Linked DNA regions of Mus musculus: regions 2, 3 and 4 are each linked to region 1. A link is a contact called in public ChIA-PET, HiChIP or PLAC-seq and promoter capture Hi-C data. All regions are on one chromosome and are shown on one strand. The core of a region is the stretch at or near the end of the contact, and the rest is flanking DNA. Distances in the headings are between cores, read along the strand shown. Region 1 holds the start of Rab3gap1 (RAB3 GTPase activating protein subunit 1). Region 2 overlaps Zranb3 (zinc finger, RAN-binding domain containing 3). Region 3 overlaps Zranb3 (zinc finger, RAN-binding domain containing 3). Region 4 holds the start of Tmem163 (transmembrane protein 163).

Evidence for each region. ChIA-PET counts read pairs in DNA pulled down with a chosen protein or histone mark. HiChIP or PLAC-seq counts read pairs in DNA pulled down with a chosen protein or histone mark. Capture Hi-C pulls out chosen DNA fragments and counts their contacts.
Region 2: a contact with region 1 is called in an RNA polymerase II ChIA-PET map of memory CD8 T cells, with 13 read pairs. The contact joins the enhancer-like site here to the promoter of Rab3gap1 in region 1. A contact is called at or near these places in 2 of 39 promoter capture datasets (the 3T3-L1 cell line and second pharyngeal arch cranial neural crest), 1 of 15 datasets of contacts at CTCF or cohesin (CD8 T cells), 1 of 484 Hi-C or Micro-C datasets (forebrain), 2 of 115 datasets of contacts at active chromatin or transcription factors (bone marrow-derived macrophages and memory CD8 T cells) and 2 of 9 other capture datasets (adipose tissue and liver).
Region 3: a FOXA1 HiChIP or PLAC-seq map of pancreatic cancer cells shows a contact between it and region 1. The contact joins the enhancer-like site here to the promoter of Rab3gap1 in region 1. A contact is called at or near these places in 1 of 39 promoter capture datasets (hematopoietic stem and progenitor cells), 1 of 15 datasets of contacts at CTCF or cohesin (CD8 T cells), 2 of 115 datasets of contacts at active chromatin or transcription factors (memory CD8 T cells and pancreatic cancer cells) and 1 of 9 other capture datasets (liver).
Region 4: a promoter capture Hi-C map of pancreatic islet shows a contact between it and region 1. The contact joins the promoter of Tmem163 here to the promoter of Rab3gap1 in region 1. A contact is called at or near these places in 2 of 39 promoter capture datasets (embryonic stem cells and stem cell-derived epiblast-like cells) and 1 of 9 other capture datasets (pancreatic islet).

The regions. Positions count from the first base shown.
Region 1 is chr1:127,867,207-127,870,219 of GRCm38.p6, reverse strand. It overlaps Rab3gap1 (RAB3 GTPase activating protein subunit 1), which reads right to left and starts at 1,447. Exons shown (of 24, transcript NM_178690.4): 1 at 1,391-1,447; 2 at 1,240-1,295. The coding sequence starts at 1,408.
Region 2 is chr1:128,075,489-128,078,501 of GRCm38.p6, reverse strand. All of the region lies in intron 2 of Zranb3 (zinc finger, RAN-binding domain containing 3), which reads left to right. Among named protein-coding and RNA genes, the nearest start is that of Zranb3, 25 kb to the left of the region's middle. Within about 2 kb of position 1,446, at least 38 of the 459 cell types and tissues checked have an H3K27ac peak or open chromatin away from gene starts, as enhancers often do. A contact at or near this core is called in CD8 T cells and memory CD8 T cells, where this site is marked.
Region 3 is chr1:128,057,370-128,060,382 of GRCm38.p6, reverse strand. Zranb3 (zinc finger, RAN-binding domain containing 3) reads left to right here. Exons shown (of 21, transcript NM_027678.3): 3 at 2,383-2,401. Among named protein-coding and RNA genes, the nearest start is that of Zranb3, 44 kb to the left of the region's middle. Within about 2 kb of position 1,517, at least 14 of the 459 cell types and tissues checked have an H3K27ac peak or open chromatin away from gene starts, as enhancers often do. A contact at or near this core is called in CD8 T cells, memory CD8 T cells and pancreatic cancer cells, where this site is marked.
Region 4 is chr1:127,676,527-127,679,539 of GRCm38.p6, reverse strand. Tmem163 (transmembrane protein 163) reads left to right here and starts at 1,519. Exons shown (of 8, transcript NM_028135.2): 1 at 1,519-2,109. The coding sequence starts at 1,911.

The DNA of each region.
Region 1 (3,013 bases), core at 198-2,697:
CTCTCGACGCCTCTGCCTTGGCTTTGGAAACTGATCTCACTGTATCATTTTTATTTATTTCCCAGTGATAATTCCTCACTTACTTGTCTCGAAATGTCAGTCCCTTCTCATGTTTAACCAAACCCTGAACCATTTTCCCTTTCCTTTCTTAAGGCAGTACCTCTTAGATTGCTCAGGCTGGTCTTAATTCCTTAGCTCAAGTGATCCGCCTCAGCCTTGCCAGTAGTCACTATTATACACAGGTGCCACGTCACCCAGCTTCCATTTCCCTCCCCAATTTCAAAGCAGGCATTTCCTATCTTTTCCCTACAAAAATGTCTCCAACAATTTTGTAGTCCACGTTTTCCCTACTTAACTAGTTCTTTGTAGTTAGTACCAACTGGCTTACATTTTAACTATTTGTTGGAGTTTTTAAAAGGTATATAGATTTCCCTGATCTTAGGATAGTTCAGGGCACACAGTACTTCCTCATAAAGTCTTGCTAGTGTGTTAAGTCTTACTGACTCGATGAAGTGTGGGGATGGGAACACAAGTCAAACTACTATTTCAAAGATCTTTTATATCTTCCTATGCCACCAACTGATATGAGAGCCACACATTTGTAAAGCCTACAAGCACTGCAACAATAACCTCAATAGCTAGCTATCAAGCCAACAAACTTAGTTTTCAACTCACTCAGGTGATAAAACATGTTCGCCTTAATGCAGTTGTTCATCTGAATTTGACAAGCTCGGGAAGTCTGGGCACAGGACCAAGTTTAAAATGTAACGCTGTGAATCAAAACATTCCAAAGACGTATGTAAACATACTATTTATAAGTATGAAATAGTAGAATTTTAATTTTTTAATTTCTCGAAGACAGGATAACGATGGTAAGAGGATGACAGATGAACAGTCATCGGTACGCTAAAAGTCTCTTCCAATAAACACAGGAAGAAAACACAGCAGCTGCTTAGCTGACGGCTTTGATGACAACTGAGGCAAATTGACATGAAAGCATAAGACCCGGGGACGACCTCGGAAATGGTTTTCTGTGCCAGGGAAGTGATCTGGAAGTCAACACAACTTGTTTTAAAGGCGGAGTCTGAAGGTTGGTCTGACCTGTCTGTATGATTGATGCGGAAAAAGCCAAAGTTGCCGTGGCGCGGAAGAAGAGACGAAGCGTGGGCGTCTCCCTCCGAACCAGCGTCACCTGTGTGATGCCGCCCGGGGCCAGACAGGACCAAACACACTACTCACCTCTCCCACTCCGAGGCTGTGGTGAAGTCTGTGATCTCAAACACTTCGGACTCGGGCTGCGGGGACAGAGAAGAGCACAGACAGTAAGCTGCGGGCCACTGACGTCGGCGGCAGAACTCTGTGACAGAGGCACCCAGGGCGCAGAACTCACCTCACTGTCCGCCGCCATCTTGCGGAGCGGAGCGTCAGGCCCCGCGCGAAGGCTGTCGGGAAGAAGGGAGCTAGGAGGAGGGCACTGAGTGGCCGTGGGCGGGGCCTCGGTGGGTGGTGGGTGGGGCCCCGAAGCGGGCCCGCCTACAAAGGGCCTGCTGGAAGGTGGGAAGACCTTTTTCCTCCAGACAGAAAGATCTTAGTGTGGCATACGCTCTTCTTCAAGGTGGTTTAGTAATATTTTTTTTAAAATTCTGTTGGGGCTAGAGGGATAACTGTGCAGTTAAGACTACCCGCTGCGCTTTCACAAGACCTATGTTCGATTTCCAGCACCTGCATAGCAGTTCACAACCATTTGTGATTTCAGTCCAAAGGGATCCTGTACCTGCTTCTGGCCTCGACTGACACCAGGCATGCACGTGCTGCACAAACAGATTTACATGCTGACGAAACACTCATGCACATGAAATAAAATTAACAAGTATTGTTTAAAGAATTAAAAGTAAAAATAATAAGAGTATTTTGTAGACTCAAGAAGAGCTGATGAGCCGAGCGTGGTGGCACACACCTTTAATCCCAGCACTCGGGAGGCAGAGGCAGGCAGATTTCTGAGTTCGAGGCCAGCCTGGTCTACAAAGTGAGTTCCAGGACAGCCAGGGCTACACAGAAAAACCCTGTCTCGGAAGAAAAAAAACAACCAAACAAACAAAAAACAACAACAACAAAAAACAAAAACAAACTGATGAACATTTTGAAATTGTTACATGACATTCACATCCACAGATGTATTGGGCTACATTCATAAATATCTTGGGGCATATGTAGTCCTATATGGCAAAGACCCTAGATATGCATGGTCACAATTGTATTTAAAAACCTCTTTGAGTTTTCATTCAAATGGGTTTTTTTTTAGATTTATTTATTCATTTTATGTATATGATTACACTAGAATGTGTATGAGTATATTTATTTTATGTATATGAGTATACCAGAAAAGGGCATCAGATCCCATTACAGATGGTTGTGAGCCACCTTGTGATTGCTGGCATTTGAACTCAGAACCTTTGGAAGAGCACTCTTAACCACTGAGCCATCTCTCAAGCCCTTGGTTTTGTTCTTGAGATAGGGTTCATAAGCCAGCCTCACACGCCTTGTGGTGAGAAGAGCGAACTGGAATTCTGATCCTCTTGCCTCCTTTTGAGTATCCTGACTGCAGTCATGTAGCACCGTCTTGGATTGTATGGTGTGGTGGTAAAGACAGAAGCGAGGACCATGCATGCTAGGCAAAAGCTCTACCAACAGAACTACATCCTCAGCTCTTGTTCAAACTTTACAACTCATAAACACTGACCAAGATCCTTAAACCCACTGTCTCCTTTCCTAACCCCAGGAAAAGAAAATCTATACAACTAAACTTATTGTTTTAAAAAGCAGCCAGGCATGGAAGTGCATGCCTTTAATCCCAGCACTCAGGAGACAGAGGCAGGCAGATCTCTGTTAATTCAAGGCAAGCCTGGCCTACAAAGTGAGACCAGGACAGCCAGGGCTCTGTTACACAGAGAAACTCTTGTCTTGAAAAACAAAACAAAAAATAAACAAAACCAAACAACATCATACAAGTTAC
Region 2 (3,013 bases), core at 197-2,696, 210 kb before region 1:
TCTGGTCTACATAGTAAGTTCTAGGACAACCAGAACTGAACAGTGAGACTGGTTAAGAGTTCTTGCTACTCTTCCAGAGGACCTGGGTTTGGGTCCCAGTGCCCACATTAATCACAACTGCCTCTGACTCCTGCTCTGGGTATCTAATACCACCCACTGGCACATATACTTACATGCACATACACACACATGGATGCACACATACATAGAATCAAATATAAAATCTTAAACAATAAAGTTATGTTTTGTTACAGTTTACATATTTTCTAAATATATTTTCCTAAATTAATTATTATTTAGCATTAAAATATACTGGAGTGCTTCTTTGAAGCCAAAGAGCTTCGTTACTGACATGATAATAATTTGGTTGTTTATACGTTTTGAAAAATATTAAAATGTTCCAAGTTACCATATTCTTTAAATAACACTGGGTAAAATGTTATCTCTGAAGTGTTGGCTTGTGAGTAGGAGGGAAATTATACATTACTGTGTTATATAAAACTGACTCATGAGTGGGTGAAAGATCCTGAGAATACCAGGACACCCACACTAGAAAAAGCCAATATGTGCTGTTCCTCTTTATACCATGTTCCAACAGTCTGCTTAATGAAATACTGTTCATTAAACAAATCTCAGTAATTTCTTCATTGCCTTGGTGAGTATGCTTTTTTAAAAAATGAAATAAAAATTTTAAATCTTGAAACTTGTTCATAAGACAGAAAGCTTAATTTCATATTTGAAGTAATTTGCTGTGCTTCCATTTTTTGTTTTTGTTTTTTACTTAAAAATCAAAAGAATAAAGCAAACTAACATTGAAAGTATTTTAGGATATCTTTAAATTAAAATATCAGTACATTAAGTAATGTTTTTAGAAAATCAGATCCCCAATCTGATAAACAGATTAAGCTATTTTACTGACTGTATCATATATTGTTCATGCCTCATATTCAGTCTTTTTGATAATTTAATTTTAATAACAGCACACTTCTGCATGGTAGCATTAAATAGTTCTCTGTTGCCCAAAAATGTTGGATATCACAACAGGCTTTCTCTTTATGGAGAGCTTTCTGGTGTTCGTTTCTTTTTGGTTGGTTGATTTGGTTATAGGTTGTTGTTCTTCTCAAGCAACAGTAAAGTGAAAGGTTATTACAGAACGGAAGCACGGTGAGTTACCTCAGAAGCAGAATGACTGTAGGCGGAAGTAGAGTCGGCCAAGTAGCTACACAAGCAAAGATGTACATTTCATTTTGTGGAGAAGAGTTTGAATATTCATATCCTTTCAGGAAAGATTTTGAATATTGATGGTTTTGTTGGTGAGAAAGAGACTTATTGTTCATGCTTCCTTTACATAGGCCTCAAAATTAACATATTACGGAGAGGGTTTAATGAGGCAGTCAGATTCATAGCCATCTTAGCAGTCACTGGTCTGAATCAGTTTGCCCTTGGCTTCCTGTTTCTCTACCCACTTACCCACGAAGTAGAGTTGCCCACCTGTTGCCTGGAGTGTGAAGCCTGGTAGTTTTGTTTGTTCTCACATTGTAGCTACTGCTGCAGAGCCAGCAGCTAGGGTCCTACACTGTATCCCCACAGGATTTCTTTCTTCTTAATCTTAGGGGTACAGGTCCACTTGTAGGTCTGTTGAAAGCTTGCATGGGACTGTTAACCGTACTGCTGGAAAAACAGAGCTCCCTGAATGCCTGTTCCAAGGGCCTAGTGACAGGGCTTAGATTTTCATACTTGTCATTAACTTGAGATGGAATTGTTTGTATCCTAGAGGACACAAATTTCACCAAAAGTCTAAAAGACTGCTAACAATATTATTCCCATTAGAAGTCCTGAGAGGCATAGAAACCAAGTTACTCCATGTAGTAAAGCTCTTGCTTCCCTATGATAAACCTGGTGTTTGGATGTGGGCAGCAAAGCATTATTGTGAGATTCGTTTTAAAGATGTTAAATTATTTGTGTAGATAGTTGTGTGTGAGGAGGGGGAATTGATTTTCTCAAATTAAGGTTGAAATACCTTGCTTCCTTTCTGGGATGACTTCAAATAAGTATATGATTCCCTGGTATTTTGGGCACAGAGAGGCTCTTGGGAGACAGAACTGAATGACAGTGGCTTGTAGTCAATAAGTTCATTGCCCGATAGTAGAACATACACAAAAACTGTGCTATAATGTAATAGACGTCACAGTGGAAGTGTGTTGACAGCATACAGAGTATCCTGACTGCATCTGGAAGCCAGAGTCTGGTCTGGAACTAATTCTTAGAGGACTATCCCAAACTGGATCTTTAAGGTTGAATATGCATTTACTAATTGAATAACATGGGATATAGGAAAGGAACTTTCATGAGATACTTGAAGGCAAAAGGAACATAGCACGTAGAGAGATTTGTTAAAGGGGAATATAGGTGTTATTCTAGAGGGTTTTTTTTTTCTCTTATTTTTATACAATAGCTTTTTTCACAATTATGTATGTGTGTGTGTATGTATGTATGTATGTATGTATGTATGTATGTATGTGTGTGTGTCCACGCCCCTGATTACAGGATTTCCCTATGTTGTATAAACCACCCTTCAATGTCCTATATAGTCCAACTGGTCTTGAACTTGAAATCCTACTGCCTCAGTCTCCTAAGTCTTGAGATTGCTATTACCATATATTTTAAAGATGTAAATTAGGCACAAGATTAATTTATTAGCATGTAGTCTGTTAAGGTGGTAGCCCTGCTTTGTGTGCTAGAAAACTAAGGCACAGAGGTAAGCTGCTTTCGTTATGCTTACCAGCAGCAGTGCTGAAAGCTGCATCCTTTTCCTTACAGAGCATGAGCTTAAAGAACTCATCACTGCTCATGGGGCTGAGAACAGGGGCTGAGAACAGCACAAAATGAGGCTGGCAGCTTGTTCATGAAGAACTAGAGGAAAGTAGCTGGAAGCTGGGAAAGCAAAGCAAGGGCCAGAAAAGATTTCTGTTTCTTTTTACAATGGCAAAGCTTAGCATGTGTGAATGCTAAT
Region 3 (3,013 bases), core at 268-2,767, 190 kb before region 1:
AGTGATGGTTAGACAATAATCATCTCAAGTGACATCTTTAATTAACTCCAGGGGGACTTTATTTTCTTTCTTTTTTTTTAAAGATTTTATTTATTTTATTTATATATAATGAGTACACTGTAGCTATCTTCAGACACACCAGGAGAGGGCATCAGATCCTGTTACAGATGGTTGTGAGTCACCATGTGGTTGCTGGGAACTGAACTCAGGGCCTCTCGAAGAGCAGCCAGTGCTTTTAACTGCTGAGCCATCTCTCCAGCCGGATTTTATTTTCTGATTTAGGACAAGTGCACTCACCTGTGTGTGTCCTTGGTAGACTGATTGGCATTGATCTTCCTGTATGGTGCTCTACCTTATTTTTTGTGACATGGTCTCTCACTGAACCCAGAGCTCACCATTTTGGTTATCCGGGCTAGCCCCAAAAGTCTACCTGTCTCTATGTTTTCTATGCTCACACACTGTTCTTTAATCCAGCATTCTTCTCATCTGTAGGAACAGCCAGGTTTACAGTTACAGACAGAAATTTTATGTGCATTTGAGATTAGACCTTGATCCTCAATACTTGCATGGCAAGCATCTCCACAGCTCTTGACTTGGATTTTAAAGTGAAAAATCGATCGATATTCATGTGAATCTGTCTGTAAAATGCCATGTCGCTTCTCACTTTTCTATTTTCTGTAAAGAGTGTAATAAACCAATTTCTACTAAAATGATTGGATTTTAATTTTTCCTTAGTTGAGCTTATTCTTTGTTGTCCTGATGTGCCTGCTGTCTCACATCAACCACTGACCATCCACTTGTTATTCTCTTCTGCTTAGACTCTCCATTTATGAACCTAGTCCTCACTGCTCCCTGGATCACACTTACCTCTATAAAGTTTAAGAAAAGAATGTAGCAGATTGGGGCTGGGAGAGTGCTCAGTTGGTAGAGTGCTTACAGCACAAGTATGGTGACCCGAATTCAGACACCCAGCATGCATGTGAAAATCCAGATGAGGTGTTGTATGTCTGTAACCCCTGGAGACGTGCTGACTCCACTGGAGCTCAGTAACCAGCTAGTATTCCTATCTCAAAATATGAGGTTGGAGAGACCTTTTATTCTGGCTTCCATATGCTTGGGAACACACAGCACATACACACATGCACCCTCAATCCCCAACACAAGCTTTTAAAAATGAATAAAGTAGACCTGAGTGTGGTGGCACACAACTTTACTCCCAACACTTGGGAGGCAGAAGCAGGCAGATCTCTGTGAGTTTGAGGCCAGCCTGGTCAACAGAGCAAGTTCAAGGACAACCAGGGCTACATAGAGAAACCCTGTCTCAAAAAAAAAAAAAGTAGAAAATATTTAGCAAAATAATAGAAATCAACAATGAAGTATAGCACACAGATGCAGCACAGAAAACTAAATAACAGATTTATGCCAAAATGTGTTTGCTAGTCAGTATAATGGTTAATTCTGTCAACTAACCACACCTAGAATCTCCTGTTGAAAGTCTCAATGAGTCAGAGATCCGATTGCCTTGTGGACCTGACTGTGTGGGCGTTTGTTGATTCGCCTTCATTGATGTGAGGTGGCCCAAGCTGAATGTGGGCAGCAGCACTGTTTCCAGTTTGTGGCCCTGGGCTGCACAGAGGTAGAGGGAGCTGCGTGAGAAGCACGCTTGGCTTCTCTGCTCTCAACTTGGAGATGTGGCTGTTGGAGTTCTCTTCACCTTGACTTCTGTGACATATGATGGGCTATCCTGGAACTAAAGGCCAAGTTAAATCTTTCTCCCCGAAGTTACTTTTGCCAGGATACTTTATCATTATCACAGAAACAGAAAAAAAAAAATGCAGACCTTCGTTTTCTTGTTCTGTCTGCCTGTCTACCTACCTACCTACCTACCTACCTATCTGTCTGTTGAGGCAGGGTCTCACTATTGTAGCTCAGGCTGGCCTGCAGCTCACTGTGTAGACTAGGCTGGCTTGAACTTAGAGGTCCATTTGCCTCTGCCTCCCGAGTCTTAGAATTGAAGGCATGTGTTCTTTAATCCAGCGTTCTTCTCATCTGTAGGAACAGCCAGGCTTACAGTTAAGGACAGAGGTGGAAGCCATTCTGCACAGTCTCATGCCTTCATGCTTGGTCCTCAAGGGTCTTTGCAGCTCCCTCCATGGTGAGCAAGAGCTTGTCTGAAGCACCTTCACTCCCACATAGACGTTGGCAGCTGTAGAGTTGTATGCAGTCATCACTATCCAGTGTTTTCATTCACTTACAGCAGCCTCTCTGGCTTAATCCTTTAGCGTTTGTGAAGTGTTGGTGGTGAGTTACTTAATCAGAACTCTGAATATGCTTTGCTTTGATGATTATAAAATTAATTTGCTTTTGTTTTATTTTTTCCAGGTGTATGGTGGCTGATGAAGTAAGTACCTTAGAGCCTTTTCTAAAAATACACATCAGCGTTTACTGTCTTCTATCCCTACATTGACTATCTGCCTCTGCTTTTTCATGTGACCATATTTAGTAGAGGAAAACAAGCAAATTTACTGTGTAATATCCATTTCCTCTTAAATACTTTTGTATACAGAACATATAAATGTGTGTGTGTGTGTGTTTAAAACTTTCAAAATACCCAAATAAGCCGGTTTTGTTCACATAAATTACAAAAATTAACATCATCTTTGGTCTTCACAAGGAAATCCATAGTATACTTTTGAACCGTGGGCTATATTAATAACTTTGCATTACTGTGATAAAGTGTTATGACCAGAGGCAGCTTAATGGAGATAAGGGTTATTTGGACTTACAGCCTCAAAGGGGTGGAGTCCATCATGCCCAGCAAGACATAGTAACAGGTAGTGAGGTTCAGTGGTAGAAGCAGAAAGCTGGTTGCTTGAGTACATTTCACCTGCACACAGGAAACAGATAACAGGAAGTGAGGCCAGGCTATAAAAACCTCAGAGCTGGTACTAGCAACACTCCTTTCCAAACAGCACCGCCAATTACTTGTTCAAAAGTATGAACCCATGGGGAC
Region 4 (3,013 bases), core at 270-2,769, 190 kb after region 1:
CAGCAAAGGAAAATGCTTGTTAAAATACCAAACAAATAAATGCACAAACAAACAGATTAGAGGTGGGGACGCAGCTCTGTGCTAAAGCCGGTGCTAGCTCTTCTGCTCCTGTCCCCAAGACCACAGTGAAAAAGAAAATATAATTTTCAAAAAAGCAGAATATTAGGAGGGGGATGAAGTCTAAAAGCCACTGCGTTAACGTTTCAGCCAACTCTGTTGCAGCCTGTGACATCGACCTCCACAGTGCTCAAGGCCTGGATATTTTTGTTCTTGGGGTGATTCTTTGACTACCGTTGAGAGGGCAGCCAATGGAATCATCTGGAACAAAAAAGAAAAAAGAAAAAGGAAAACAAAAACAAAACAAAAAACAACCCCCACAATCCAGGATGCGAGAGGACGGAGGGCTCTGTACATGTGAAGCATTTGTACCAAGAACAGCGTCAGGATCAGTGGTAAAAACTCTCTCTCTCTCTCTCTCTCTCTCTCTCTCTCTCTCTCTCTCTCTGTGTGTGTGTGTGTGTGTGTGTGTGTGTGTGTCTTAAGCCCAGTGAACATGGCGTTTAATTTTCTTTAAAGAAAAGAAGGGGCTGTTGAAAATTTCATTTTCTTCATAGGAAAAAAAAAAAAGGAGTGTTGAAATGACCTAGTTCGATGCTTTCAGTTTACAGTTGAAATTATTGTTTAAAAAAAACACAACGGAAGACCGAACTGGAGCCGAGATCACTCAGATCTGATCCCAACAAAATGTGACTCCCTTCTCATCTCTGGAACCCCACAGAGACATTTAAATCATATCCTGACTTCTATGTTCCCTGGCAGAGCGGAAACCAAGAAAGGAAACCGGTTACTCTCAAAAGAAAACAGGGTGGATTCCTTTAAATGAAGGAATTGGCATGTTAGAGTACTCAGATGAAATTTAGAGACTGATACCAACCTATTGATAAAATCTAGACTCTCTAGAGCTCGGATGTAAATGCAATCAATCGGGTCCCCAATCCGTTAGGCGGCCGGTTCGCCTGTGGGTCTTCCCCAGCCGGCCCTGTGGACCAGGTTGCAGCTTCGCTGGGGAGACCAGGCTCACTGCCCAAGTGTGGGAAGTTGTTATGGTCAGAGATGAAGAACAGGGGTGAGCATCCGCAGCAAGGGGACGGATCCTGAACGCTTAGAGAGGTTGACAGATGGATGGGAAAGGCCCAAGGATAGTCGTAATGGGAGGTCTGGGGGAGGGGGGGACAAGCCACGGTTCCAGCAGCACCTCAATCTAAGTTGGTGCAAGAGAGAAACTGAGATGAGAGTTAAAGCCATTTAAGGGCAGCAGATCCAGAGGCTGGGGAACAGGTGAATCCTGGTGCCTGCTTGGGCAGGCGGGGACAAGGTGCAATCCTTGTAGCCTGTGTGGCTCCGGGAGAGAAAAAAGGCCGGATGAGCTGCGATGCCCTCTCTCCTGCCCACGCGCGGCCACAGGCTCCGAGGACTGCAGAGTAATTAGGGTGGAAGGGTCCCTCCTGGGCACCAATCCGCGACGTGAGTGGGGGGCGCGTCCTCCGTCACGCCCTCACCCAGCCCTGCGCTACCCGCAGGCTGGTCCCCACGCCCCCTAACAGTTCCCTCAGCTTCCACGCGTCTGGACCGTCCGGGGCCCTCCCTCTCCACTCGCCTGGGTGCATCGATACCAGTGCCCGGGCTTAGCGCCTCGGGGCGGGTCCCTGCCGCCCGCACCTGCCCCCGGGGGCGGAGCGCAGCGGCGACAGCGCGGCACCAGCCTCCGCCACTCGGTGTGCTAGCGGCGGACCTGCCGCTCACCGCGGTACGGGCGAAGCTCTCTCTCGGTGCCCTCGGTCTCTGGCACTTTGGACTTCGTGTCTCCATCGTGGTCGGCTTCGCCTCGGGGGATCTGCAGCCCCGGCGCCATGGAGCCGGCTCTGGGCAGCGAGCGCCGCAGCCCCCCTGGCCCCGGAGTCCCGCGGCCGCCACCGCGGGGCCACGCGCCCTCGACCGCCGCCCCCGCCCCCAGCCCGGCTCCGATGAGCTCCTCTGTGCAGTCTGATGAGGAAAGGCAGCCACGGATCAGCGAGAGCGGCCAGTTCAGCGACGGGTTGGAAGACCGAGGTGAGCTACCACCGCCCCGCGCTCCTTCCTCTCCGCCCCTCTCAAGCCACCTGTCCCCTATTTGCGGAGCTTGGTGCAAAGAGCGGAAGCGACTATTCCACCTTTCGGGATCCATGAGGGTCGGGCAGCGGTGCCTCCCGAGAGCCTCTTTCAGTTTTCCGATCTCGGAGGGTGCTTAGGCCAGCCTTCTCCGGTGCTCGCGGGAAAAGTTTGCAGACAGGGTTCTTAGTGTCTTACGGGGGACCAAGGGATTCCTCTCGGTGCTGGGAGATGTGGGTTCCAAAGCATCCCGCTGCGCAAGCCCAGCCACCCGGGGAAAGTTATTATTATTATTAATTAATTTTTTTGGTTAGTGGCAGAGCACCCGGTAGGGTGACAGCTAGGGTCCCCTTAGCCTCTGGACGTGCGTGGGGCCGAAGCTCCCTGGATCCTGGGTCACAGCGGTCACCGCCCCATAGTGTGAGGGTGCTGGCAGAGAGGTTAGGATGTTTGGGGTCTGGCTACCAACCTGATCTGCACAGATGCTATCCGCGCTGATACTTCCTGGAGAGAGTGTGTCCAGCTCTGAGTCCTTCCTTGGACGCTGGCCTTGTACCCGGTGCGTCCCCTGGAAGGCATCACCATCTCCCGCTTACAACCACTGTCTCCTTAGTGGGGCTGCGTCGAACGTTAGGGATCCCTCATTCCCCCACCTGGCTCTCCTTCCCCATCCTGCTCTAGCGGCCTTCAGCTTGGGTTCTTTGCGAAGACGACCGCATCTACACCATTCCCCTTTCTTGCTGCTTCTTAATTGGCCCCCCTCGAAAACTATCAACGGTGCTGCTGAAACCGTTGCTGGCGGATTTGGGGGTCTCTGCAGCACGGTCTTTTCTCAGGCAGCCGACTCTGTACACCTCTATTCATT